Regions from separate parts of the Mus musculus genome. Here regions 2 and 3 are each linked to region 1. Evidence: chromatin contacts called from public HiChIP or PLAC-seq data. All regions are on one chromosome and are shown on one strand. The core of a region is the stretch at or near the end of the contact, and the rest is flanking DNA. Distances in the headings are between cores, read along the strand shown. Region 1 holds the start of Nf1 (neurofibromin 1). Region 2 holds the start of Rab11fip4os1 (RAB11 family interacting protein 4 (class II), opposite strand 1). Region 3 overlaps Ksr1 (kinase suppressor of ras 1).

Region 1 (3,540 bases), core at 329-2,828:
TGGTGAAATGAAAATTGTGGTTTTGTTTCATCTTATCACCCAGTTGGTATCTTCCTATGTGGCTAATGGTTGATGGCTGCAGGCTGTTGTCTGAGTGCGCGTCCACACTTTTGTTTTTGAGACAAGGCCACACTATGGAGCAGTGGTTGACTCAGGAGGATTTGCTTGCCTCTAATGAAAGCGAGCATCTCCACATCCTGCTTCTAAACACATTTTAACACTGACTTAATTCAAGTGCATTGAAGAAAACTCATTTCAAAGTCCAGTGTCAGAGCGCCTTTCCCTCCCCATCCGATGAGTAGAGAGCTTCACCCTGTAGCTCTGCTTGGCCTGGAAATCCCCAAGTAGAACAGGCTAGCCCCGAGCAAACTATCTTTTGGGTTTATCCTCTTTTGTAAGTGTGCACAGCCAATTCCACACAAGTCCTTCAAACTCTGGTTCTGGGCATTGGGAAGGCCCTTGTTTCTGGAGAGCCATCCTTCTCGATTTGTTCTTAGAGTCAAACCATTTTGGTACTTATCAGCCCTTGGGCATGTATCCTGGAACCTCCAGTGCTCTGTTCATCAGATAGGTCAGGCTACTGAGTCCTACTGGAAAGGTTTGTTCGAAAGGCTGAAATGCATAAATGTTAGGCCTTTTAAAGGTCTTTACAGTATGGTGAACTAGTCTTCAATCTGAATTATCATCCGTGCAAAAAGTTTTATTAACTTGGTTGTCCGTCAGTTTAGTTGAGGAATTTCGGATTGGGGAATTCTAGTCTCCAACTTGGATCACCACTGGGCCTTGCTTTGGAATTTAAGCGACATTAAAAAGAAAAAAATCACGGAATCTCTCTTGGCCTTCTTTTTACCCGTTTTCAGCAGCCTTCAGAAGCCCCATCGACTGCGTGGCGGTGTGTGCCTTACATTTTTAAGTGAAGAAAGCGGAGAGAGACTGACTCCAGCCTCCGGGACAGATCAGCGACAGAGATCAGCGGTCGGAGAGAAAGCCTAGCCTCAGGACACCCTAACTTCTAACCCCGGGAGCGATCCAAGCCCGGAGGCCAGCGGGGGAAGGGCTGTTCGAGGCGGCGGTGGCAATGACAGCCTACGCACCGGAGTCGGCTCAGATTCTCTGGCCAGAGCCCCGCGCCAGTTTAGGTGGGGAGACCCGCGGCAGCGAGGGACGCGCGCCTCCGGGCCCGGAGGAGTTAGGTGACGTCACCTCCAGGAGGACTCGCTTTTTCATTAATGAAACCGGCCGGCCGCGGGCGCATGCGCAGCAGGCCCCTTCCCTCTCGCTTCCCCCTCCCCTTTCCCAGCCGCGCTCTCAATCTCAAGCTCGCTCGCTCTCCCTCTCCCCGAGCCGTGGAAAGGATCCCACTTCCGGTGGGGTGTCATGGCGGCGTCTCGGACTGTGATGGCTGAGGGGAGACGGCGCTAGTGGGGAGAGCCACCCACAGGCGCCCTCCCCTCCCCGGGCTCCCCTCCCCACCCCTCCCCCAGTCTCCTCGCCAACGCCCCCTTCCCCTGTCCCCCTCCCGGCGGGCCGCGCGGGCCCCCGTCCCCACCCCCGTGGGAACGCTAGCTGCCCGCACTCCTCAGCCGCTCGGCTCGCCGCTGCCCTCACCTCCGCGCCGGCCGCCCGCCCGCCCTCAGGCGGGCCCCGGACGCCGGCCCTCCACCGCCCCCGGGTCGCCGGGAGGACATGGCCGCACACAGGCCGGTGGAATGGGTCCAGGCCGTGGTCAGCCGCTTCGACGAGCAGGTAACGGGCCGCGGCGGGCAGGAGGTGGGAGCGGGTGGGGGTGGGGACGCGGTGGGTGAGGGGAGGAAGGAGCGGCTGCCTCTCGGGCTGCCGGGGGCTCCGCAGACCGAGGAAGGGCTGGGGTGGGGGGGCGACGCTAGGGGACTGCCCGGGGATTCGGCTGTGAGCCGGGGCTCTCCTTCCCTCCTAAACCGGGGGGGTGGGGCCTTGCCCGTGACCAGCCCTCCATCCCCTTTATCCCAGCCCTTCCGCTTGCTCTTGGTGCGGGGATGAGTGACCTGGGGGCGCTTTCAGGGCCACTCCATCTGGATTTAATGGTTCTCTCTTAACTCTCCCCTTTTAGAAGGAGGTAGATAGGGGTTCCCTCTTCCCTTAACCCCCTCCCCCCCATCCTCGTAACTGGGGATAACCGAAGGAACCCCCAGTCTGTGTATGCATCCCCAGTAGGAGCAAGATAATATCCTGCCCCACCCCCATTTTCTGTAGCTGCCCCTTGGGGGCAGGAGTAGGGAAAGCACAGGTTTTCTTACTTTTCTGCTCGGGGCGTCAGCTTGCCTGGATGATGTTCACACCAGCATCCTTGATAGCCGGATGACACAAGGTTGCCTTTTGCGTTTGCAGGGGAAACCGTAGTTCTGAAATGACTCCCCTCCCCCTTCCTTGCTTGATGATCACACCCCCCTCTCCAGTCCCTGCTTGCCAGCAGCCCCAGAATGAATCTTGGCTTTCCTAAGTGAGACTCCAAGAGTAAGGGGAGAAGGGTGAAAGCAAAGGGAAAATCTAGCTACAGACTAGACAGCAGAGACAGACAGCTAGGATGTGGTCCTAGGGCCAATAATTGTGACCATGGTTTGTTGTTGTTTGACTTGTTTTTGACTCTTTGAACCCTCATTGAGACTACTTGGGATGGAGGGAAAAGTTTTGTAGTTTAGGAAGGTTGCTTTTTATTCGCTGAGTTTTCCACACATAAAATTCTAAGGCTGATGAGTAGACAACCCACACATAGCCTTTTGTCCATGAGAACTAGTTTAATTTGATGCTATCTACAGATAGCTGGGGCTGGTTTAAAGGATGGTTGCTTTTTGTTGCAGTTCTGCCAGGGGGTGTCCTCTAATGAGAGAATTGTTTAGAATTGAACCAATCTCTTTTGTTTATTGGGTTTAATCACAAAACTGATTATGGGAGCTGACAGGTAGGGGAAGGGTTTCTTCTTTAATTTGACCAGCAGACATTTTTTTATAGGACTCAATCTTTTGACCTATCCGACAGAGGAAGTCTACCCAGAGGACACTGGGAAACCTACACAGAGCTGAATGTGGTGGTTATATGACTTTTGTCCCAGCACACAGGAGGTCAGAGGCAGGTAGATCTCTGTGTGTTGGAGGCCAGCCTGGTCTACAGACTACATGCCAGGATGTCAAGGTTACTAAGGGAGATTCTGTCTCAACACCCCCCCCCCAAAAAAAACAAACCTACATAGATAAAATTTTGTAGCTATCAGAGACTTCATTCATTTGGTTTCCAGACCAAAAGGCATCAAAACAAACTGTTGTTGTAACCCGCCTGAAGAAGTAAATATTACTGTGTAAATTGGTCCAGTTATAGAGCATTAGATTTCAGTAGAACATTAAGTAGAATGTTAGATTCTAAACTTGATAGAAAAGAATTGCTGTGTAGAACTTAAAAAAAAAAGGGATTTAAGGGGCTAAAGAGGTGGGTTTAGCAGTTAAAAGCACTTGTTGCTCGGGCAGAGGACCTGGGTTTGATTTCCAGCATTCACACAGTGTTCACAGT
Region 2 (3,540 bases), core at 519-3,018, 280 kb after region 1:
GGAGGCAAATCTTCAGCCGAGGATGTCCATTCTTCCCAGGTGTGTCGGGCTGACAACCAAGAGCAGCCATCATAGAGACCACCTTCATTTTGTATTTGCATATATCCTTGGCTTTAGTTGACCTCTAGTCTCCCCACTCCCTCTGCTCCTCATACTCACAGAAAGGTTCCTAGTTACACGTGTTCCGTTATTGCCTCTGCCCATTTCCCTTAAGGCCTCTCTTGTCCCTCTCTAGTTTCCTGGCTTCTATACACATTAGCTTCCACATAAATGCACAGAGTGTGTGTGTGTGTGTGTGTGTGTGTGTGTGTGTGTGTGTGTGTGTGTGTTTTAATTTATTCTGCTGTTATCGCCAAATGATCTGTTTATAATGCATTGGACTGTTTGCAAGCACAGCTGTGTACCACAGAGACAGTTTAAGTTGCACTATCCACAGTCTCCAGGGAACCTTCCGGCTGGATGAGGACTCTTTTGGTTTCTCACCCAAGTCAGCTCCAAAACCCCTCTGGCTCTGGGTAGTCCCTCATCCTGAGGCCACCTCCCTGAGAAATGGAAGAAGGCTAGAGCCATAGTATTCTGCGTGGTGGTGTCCAACTGGGCTTCGGCAGGGAGGAAGCTATATGAGGTGTCTGGTAATGCTGAGGGTGGCCAAACAGACCGTGTCGGAGAAAGCTAAGGCACTATCAAGAGACAGAAGTGTATCAATTCAGTTGAAGATTGCAGTTATGCGGGCTGAGTATATCCTGGTGTTAGATTATTTACCTAGGTTCTCATAATTGAGCCTGATCAGATTGAGACATACTTGCAACAATGGTTCTCAACCTTCCTAGTACTAGGACCCTTTCCTCATGTTGTGGTGACACTCACATCCATGAGGTCATTTTATTGCTACTTTATAGCTGTAATTGTGTTACTGTTATGAATTGTCATGTAAATGCCTGATATACAGGATCTGATATGTGTCCCCAAAAGGGTCAGAACCCACAGGTAAGAAACACTGACTTAGAAGATTAGGAAAGGCCATTCAGGGTGGGTTGGGGAGGGTGTTTTCAGAGAGGGTTAACTAAAAGGAGATGTGCCCTGAATATACAGGCCCCGCCATCCTGTCAGACGGAATGAAAGGACAAGAAAGGGAAAAGTCGGTAGATCAGGTTCACCACCACCACCACCACCACCCTGCCCTTCCCCACCATGAGGTATGACGCTTCTACCACACATTCCTACTGCCGTGTTACTCTGTCTTACCTCAGTCTCCAAGCAATGGATCCCAGTGAGACTCTGAAACCATGAGCCAAGATAAGTTCGTCCTCCCTCCCTCCCTCCCTCCCTCCCTCCCTCCCTCTCTTCCTCGAGTCCTTCATTGACAACAGGACTAACACAAGATCTAGGGCAGGAACAGGACAGTGGGTTTTGTAAGGTGGGAACAGTAACGGATCTGGTCATTCAGAGATTCACCATCTGACGATGACTTAATTCTAATACAACAGGGTTTATTAAATACTGACCGGGGAGCTGGAGAGATGACTCAGAGGTTAAGAGCATTGGCTATTTCTCCAGACGTCCTGATTTCAATTCCCAGCAACCACATGGTGGCTCATAACTATCTATATTGAAGTCTTCTGGCTTGCAGGCATACATGTAGGCAGAATGCTGTATATATTATAAATAAATTAATTAAAAAAATATACTGGCCAAGACCATTCCTGAGACTCAAGCTCAGAGAATGGCCCCCGAATTCCATTAGTCAGGAGTTTATAAAGGCAAAACTCACGAGGCTACAAACTTCCTGCCTTTGTCCAACCAGGGGCAGGCATATATCCTGACGTACTTCCTGCCTATGTACCTCCTCCGCCTACCCATGATCAAGTGCATATCCTGTGCAGTTGGGGCAACCAAGCTTGTTTACAGAAGTGAAAATGTGTGGTTTGTTATCGTACATAAACTACAGCATTTCAGGAAGTTATCTGTCCTTGAGCAAGTGGACCTTACAGGTTACAGGCTTTTGTTTTGTTTTGTTTTGTTTTGTTTTGTTTTGTTTTTTAGAGACAGGGTTTCTCTGTGTAGCCCTGACTGTTCTGGAACTCCCTCTGTAGACCAGAACGCCCTCAAACTGAGAGAGATCCCCCTGCCTCTGCCTCCTGATTAAAGGCATGCACTACCCCCTGGTGAAGCATTTCTGCTTTATATTTCTCTTAAGCACAGTAATTTAAACTTAAAACATAGTGTTGCTATCACAGGAATAAAGAAACTGAATAACAGGAACAAAAAGCTGATTGGCCAGCATCAAACTGCTATTTTGAAAGGGTTAAGGTAGCAGGAGACTCCCTTACCGTACCAGCTAAGACCCTCCTGATTTCCACATAGCAGTTTAGTTTCCGTCTTAGTGGCACGAGACACTGTCATGAGCAAGGCTCTTTCTGTCCAGTCTGCTTAGTGCAGATGCCTGCTCCTCACAAAGGGAACCTGTAAATTTTGTCTAACAATTTGAAGATGACAGAGACTAAACGTCCAGCCGCTGTGGGGCCAGGGTACAAGTCTGGTTCCAGACTGTGCTCAGCTTGAGAACCGTTAGGGGTAGACCTGGATAACCAGGCTCCAAGTGTGTGTAAGGCCAGCGCTGAGGGCTCCAGAACTGTTTTACTGTGTCCGGTCCATGAATGCATTCAGGACCAATGGAACCAGACCTGGGACAGAGAACCCCCAATGTGGGGCTGACACTAAGTGGCCCTGGACTCTTTTTGGGCCCAGCCTTTGTGGAGGGTGCAGAATGAGTAGGCGGTACCGTCATTTAAAAATGGGATCCGCACCTCACTAAGGCCACTGACTACCCATACAACTTCAGCAAGTTCCCCTCAACATCTCAGAACCTCAGTTTTCTTGGCCAAAAAGCAGGACTTGCCCAGCCAGGCTAGGTCTGATTTAATGCAAGGACAAATCAGGGATCCACAATCATCCGAGTCTCTGCATCCCCTTCACCCTTGAGGTCCAATGTTTCAAAGACATGTCAAAACGAAGCTTGCAGTGAGAAGTTGGAGAACAGAGATGCACTGAGGCCAAGAACCCCAGGGGTACCCAGGAGCAGGGACATGTTCCATGGGCTCCAGCAGCTTCCGTGGCATCCGTACTGTCTCAACCACAGCCAGAAAAGATGGTGCATTTAGCAAAGAGGGGAAGTAGGCTCGGAGGACCTGACCCTCAAGAGGGAATTCTTTATAAGCAATGGTCTTGTTGTATTGTTTTCCCAAAATCCAGAGGTCCCAGAGAGGCAGAAAGACGGAGCCAGCAATCTCAACAACCTGGCTCTTCCCGTCTCCCCTGTAGGACTGTAGAATGTGACTGTGAGTGTTATGCCTCTTCCAGGAAGACAAACCTCTTCCCATCCTCCACACAGCTCTGGCCAGAGCACCCACTGAGGCTGTGTATTCCTAGGCATGGCAGGTGACTTGGTTTGGCTTAGTCAGATAGCTTGGTGGACATGGGCCAATTCCTGCCTGTGGGCTCCTGAGTGTCCCTGAGCCATCCAGGCAGAGTGAATCCTTA
Region 3 (3,540 bases), core at 288-2,787, 260 kb before region 1:
AAAGCATTCAAAAGGCTCAAGCAAGATAAGCTTGAACAAGGACAGACTGACCCAGGTCAAGCACAGAGTTCTGACCAGCACTGAGGAACACAGAGCAGAGGCAAGACACAAAAGAGAGCACAGCTAGGAACTGCTTGAAGAGGAGGCTCCTCCAGCTGAGGCGACCCAGCAGGGTCCACAGAGGGGAGGGCACCAGCAACCAGAGAGAACAAGGAAAGCCCGGGGTATCTAGTGAATATGAGACTCGTGGAGACCAGGCTACTATAACTTTCAATATTTCTCCCAAACAGCAAACAGCAAAAGCTTGCCTGAACTAAGTATACTGAACTAGAATATAGGACCCCCACAAGTAACATGTTAAGCTCCCCCGCCCCACCATGAAGGCAGGGCCTGTATCCATCTCACCCATTTCTGCCCCCTCATGCCCGGTACTGCACCTGGGTGTGACTTGGGCTCCCAATGGCAGAGGAAGGAAAGCCCAGGGTTCTAATCTCAGGATTTCCACTCAGTCTCTTCTTCCACTATAAGTGGCTTGCAAACCACACCTTCTGAGGGTTGACCAGAGGCAGGCCTACTTATCAGATAGCTGTGAGAACTCAAAACTACCCTTTTCCACACTGATGAAAGAGGCGGCTAGGCTCCTAATGTTAACAGTATCGTCAATAATAGCCATCCATCCCAGAGAGGGGCCCACAGGCTGGACCTCTGGGGGATGATTAATAACACCTGTTTTACATAGGACTTTGGCTGTGGCCAACTGATGTGGGGAAGTGCTAGTCTGAGGGTCTCCAGTTCCACTTGTCTGCCTTCCCCAAGCCATGTTCAGCCCCTCGCTCATCTTTGTGCCAATGACCCTCTTGCCATGAATCCCTGGACCTAGGCTAGGCGTCTGCGCTCCTTCCTCCGGGAAGCCTCTAGGCCCTCACCCAGGTGACTGTCAGTCCTTCCAGCTGGTCTGGCTCTCTTCCTTTAGGTTACAAGTTCTGCATAGCCACAGGTCTAGTCTGCATCTCTGAGTACCATCAGATGCCCAGTCTGCATCTCTGAGTACCATCAGATGCCCAGAAGCCTGGCACATGGCCTGGGCCTCACAGCCACACTCATTCCATACCCTACCACCAAGCTATACCTTATTGGATATAAAGATATTGGAGTTCTGGGTTAAGTATCGCAAAGCAGGCCAGGGGCAGGGCTGTGCAACACTGCCAATGGGGCCTGAGCTGAGTGAGGAACATGGCAAGTCCCTGCTGTGCTATGACTGCTGGCAGCTCTGGGGTCCTGGAGCTGCTGTCTCCTGTGAACTCACTTACTGAGGAGCAGTGCTCTATCCTGCCCAAGCAAAACAGCAGCAGCTGGCGTGTTAGGGTTCCCATCCCAGGGAGATGGGGCTGCTCTCACTTTCTGTGAAAGTTAGTGAAGTCTCGGAAGCACCAAACGGCCACTTTCTGAGACAAACCGCAGCAGGCCTGCCAGCCAAGCCCAGGGGGTGTGCCAGGGGACCTCACATCGATGGTGTCATTTCCTCTTTGCCACAAAACCCACAAGATCTGCATTTTCCGGAATTTAAAAGCACCAGAGGTTCCAGCGGGGTGGCCGCCTACAGAGCTAAGAGTCGTCACGTCATCGCTAGGATGCTGGCCACAGGTAGGGCCTCGGTCTGCCCACCTTGACAGCCATTTGCATCAAGAGTACTTGCCCCACTGTTCTCCACACAGCCAGGTTTACACAGTGTAAAAGCTCTGGTGAGCCCACAAACAAGTTGGCAGGTCCTGTATACAGCAAGCACTCACTAAGGTCCACTCTCTGCTCCGAGCTTTGATAGTTAGGATCAAAGATCTTAGAGAAAAGCCCCGGGGCTCAGCCTCAACCTCGGAAATGCAGCGACACGTGGAACTGTTGAACTACCTACAAGAATATTTGGAACTGGCAAGAAAAATGCAAGTCCCACAGTGTAACTGCAAGCTACTCAGGCCACCCTTGAAGACCACCTGGGCATGAGGAAGACTGTTAGCTCTACTTGGGTGGAACTGTCAATGAACTAAATCCTGTCCATTCAAAATATTGTAAATATGGGCTGGAGAGATGGCTCAGCAGTTAGGAGCGCTTAGGGCTCTTGCAGAGGACCTGAGTTCAGTTCCCAGCACCCATGCCAGGAGGCTAACAATTGTCTGGGGCTCCTCTAGCTCCAGAGGATCCCAAGCCTCTGACCTGTGAGGATACAAGCACTCATATGCACATACCACCCCCCCCACATGCACGCATGCACGCACGCAATCAAAAATAAGCCAGGCTTGGTGGTGAACACTTTTAATTCCAGCGTTCAGAAGGCAGAGGTCAGTGAATCTCTAAGTTAAAGAGCAGCCAGGGCTACACAGAGAAACCCTGTCTCAAAATAACTAGACCAAACCAAACCAGACCAAACCAACCAAATACACACACACACACACACAAAGACACAGGGACATGAGGGAAGACTCAGCTCTGAGACCACAGGCTGGCCATAAAGTCCCTCGCTGCCTCAGTTCCCTGTGGAAAAACACAGTCAAGGGATTCCCAGTGCCAGCCTCAGTCACAATAGGGTTGATGAACCTGAAAGGCGAAACTGTGTAGCCTGAGCCAGGGCAGTGGTGGATACCTGTACTCCCAGCACGTGGGAGAAGAGTTCAACGTCATCTTTGGCTATACAGTAAGTGTGACACCTGCCTGAGCCACATGGGACCCTGGGGGTGGGATGGGGGACCACACCAAATAAATTGCCTGAGCAGGGAAATGCTTGCTCAGTGATGGTTAGCATCCTTGCCAGGTGGTCTTCAGGTCCTCTTTCATCACCTCAATGGCAAGGACTATAGCAGTGGGGTGCTTGCCCATCTCTGGAGTTACCCCCCTCTCTGGGGTAAGAGCTAAAGGCAATGATAGCTAATGTTGACCACAGAATAATGTTTGGGATAACAGATCAGGAATGTTTAAGCATAATGTGCGTTGTGATCTATGTTCCTCTAAGTATGTAGAGATATCACTTCTGTGCAAGTATGCACACCCGTGCTTAGCGCCAAAGGCAGACCCTTGTCTTCAATTTACTTCTCTACTTTATTTTTTTTGAGACAGGATCTCTCACTAACCCTGGAGCTCACTGACTCAGCTGGACTGGCTGGACAATGAGCTAGGGAGAGCCACTGGTCCCTGCTCTCCCCTGAACACTGGGGTTACAGATGTACACCACTGGATCCAGCTTTTACAGAGGTGTTGGAGATCCAAACTCAGCAAGCGCTTTGCTGACAGAGCCACTTTCCCGGGCCCAGGTTCCTTTACTTTCAAAAATAGGAAGGCCAAAAGTAGGCTTGCCTAGATACCTCTGGTTTCTTCTCTCCCCTTGGCACCAGACAGTACGACTGCTCTGGGAGGGCATAGATCGTGGGGATGCTGCTTGCCCAGGTGAGTACCTGTACGTGAGAATTTTGATCAAGCTCACACGTTACCTGCTACACCCTCACTGCTCTGGGCATGACCCAGACCAAGCCTCTCAAAGAGAAGACACCAAGA

The links. HiChIP or PLAC-seq counts read pairs in DNA pulled down with a chosen protein or histone mark.
Region 2: a contact with region 1 is called in an H3K27ac HiChIP or PLAC-seq map of large pre-B cells, with 2.6 times the contacts expected there. The contact joins the promoter of Rab11fip4os1 here to the promoter of Nf1 in region 1. A contact is called at or near these places in 2 of 39 promoter capture datasets (pre-B cells and stem cell-derived epiblast-like cells) and 5 of 115 datasets of contacts at active chromatin or transcription factors (CD8 T cells, bone marrow-derived macrophages, embryonic stem cells and 2 more).
Region 3: a contact with region 1 is called in an H3K4me3 HiChIP or PLAC-seq map of bone marrow-derived macrophages, with 5 times the contacts expected there. The contact joins the enhancer-like site here to the promoter of Nf1 in region 1. A contact is called at or near these places in 1 of 39 promoter capture datasets (embryonic stem cells), 1 of 484 Hi-C or Micro-C datasets (the G1E-ER4 cell line), 10 of 115 datasets of contacts at active chromatin or transcription factors (astrocytes, bone marrow-derived macrophages, embryonic stem cells and 5 more) and 3 of 9 other capture datasets (adipose tissue, liver and macrophages).

The regions. Positions count from the first base shown.
Region 1 is chr11:79,338,314-79,341,853 of GRCm38.p6, forward strand. Nf1 (neurofibromin 1) reads left to right here and starts at 1,579. Exons shown (of 58, transcript NM_010897.2): 1 at 1,579-1,746. The coding sequence starts at 1,687.
Region 2 is chr11:79,621,395-79,624,934 of GRCm38.p6, forward strand. Rab11fip4os1 (RAB11 family interacting protein 4 (class II), opposite strand 1) reads right to left here and starts at 1,769. Exons shown (of 3, transcript NR_003283.1): 1 at 1,506-1,769. All of the region lies in intron 3 of Rab11fip4 (RAB11 family interacting protein 4 (class II)), which reads left to right.
Region 3 is chr11:79,075,189-79,078,728 of GRCm38.p6, forward strand. The region is part of intron 1 of Ksr1 (kinase suppressor of ras 1); the gene reads right to left. Among named protein-coding and RNA genes, the nearest start is that of Gm11201, 53 kb to the left of the region's middle. Within about 2 kb of position 1,538, at least 115 of the 459 cell types and tissues checked have an H3K27ac peak or open chromatin away from gene starts, as enhancers often do. A contact at or near this core is called in the G1E-ER4 cell line, bone marrow-derived macrophages, memory CD8 T cells and 2 more, where this site is marked.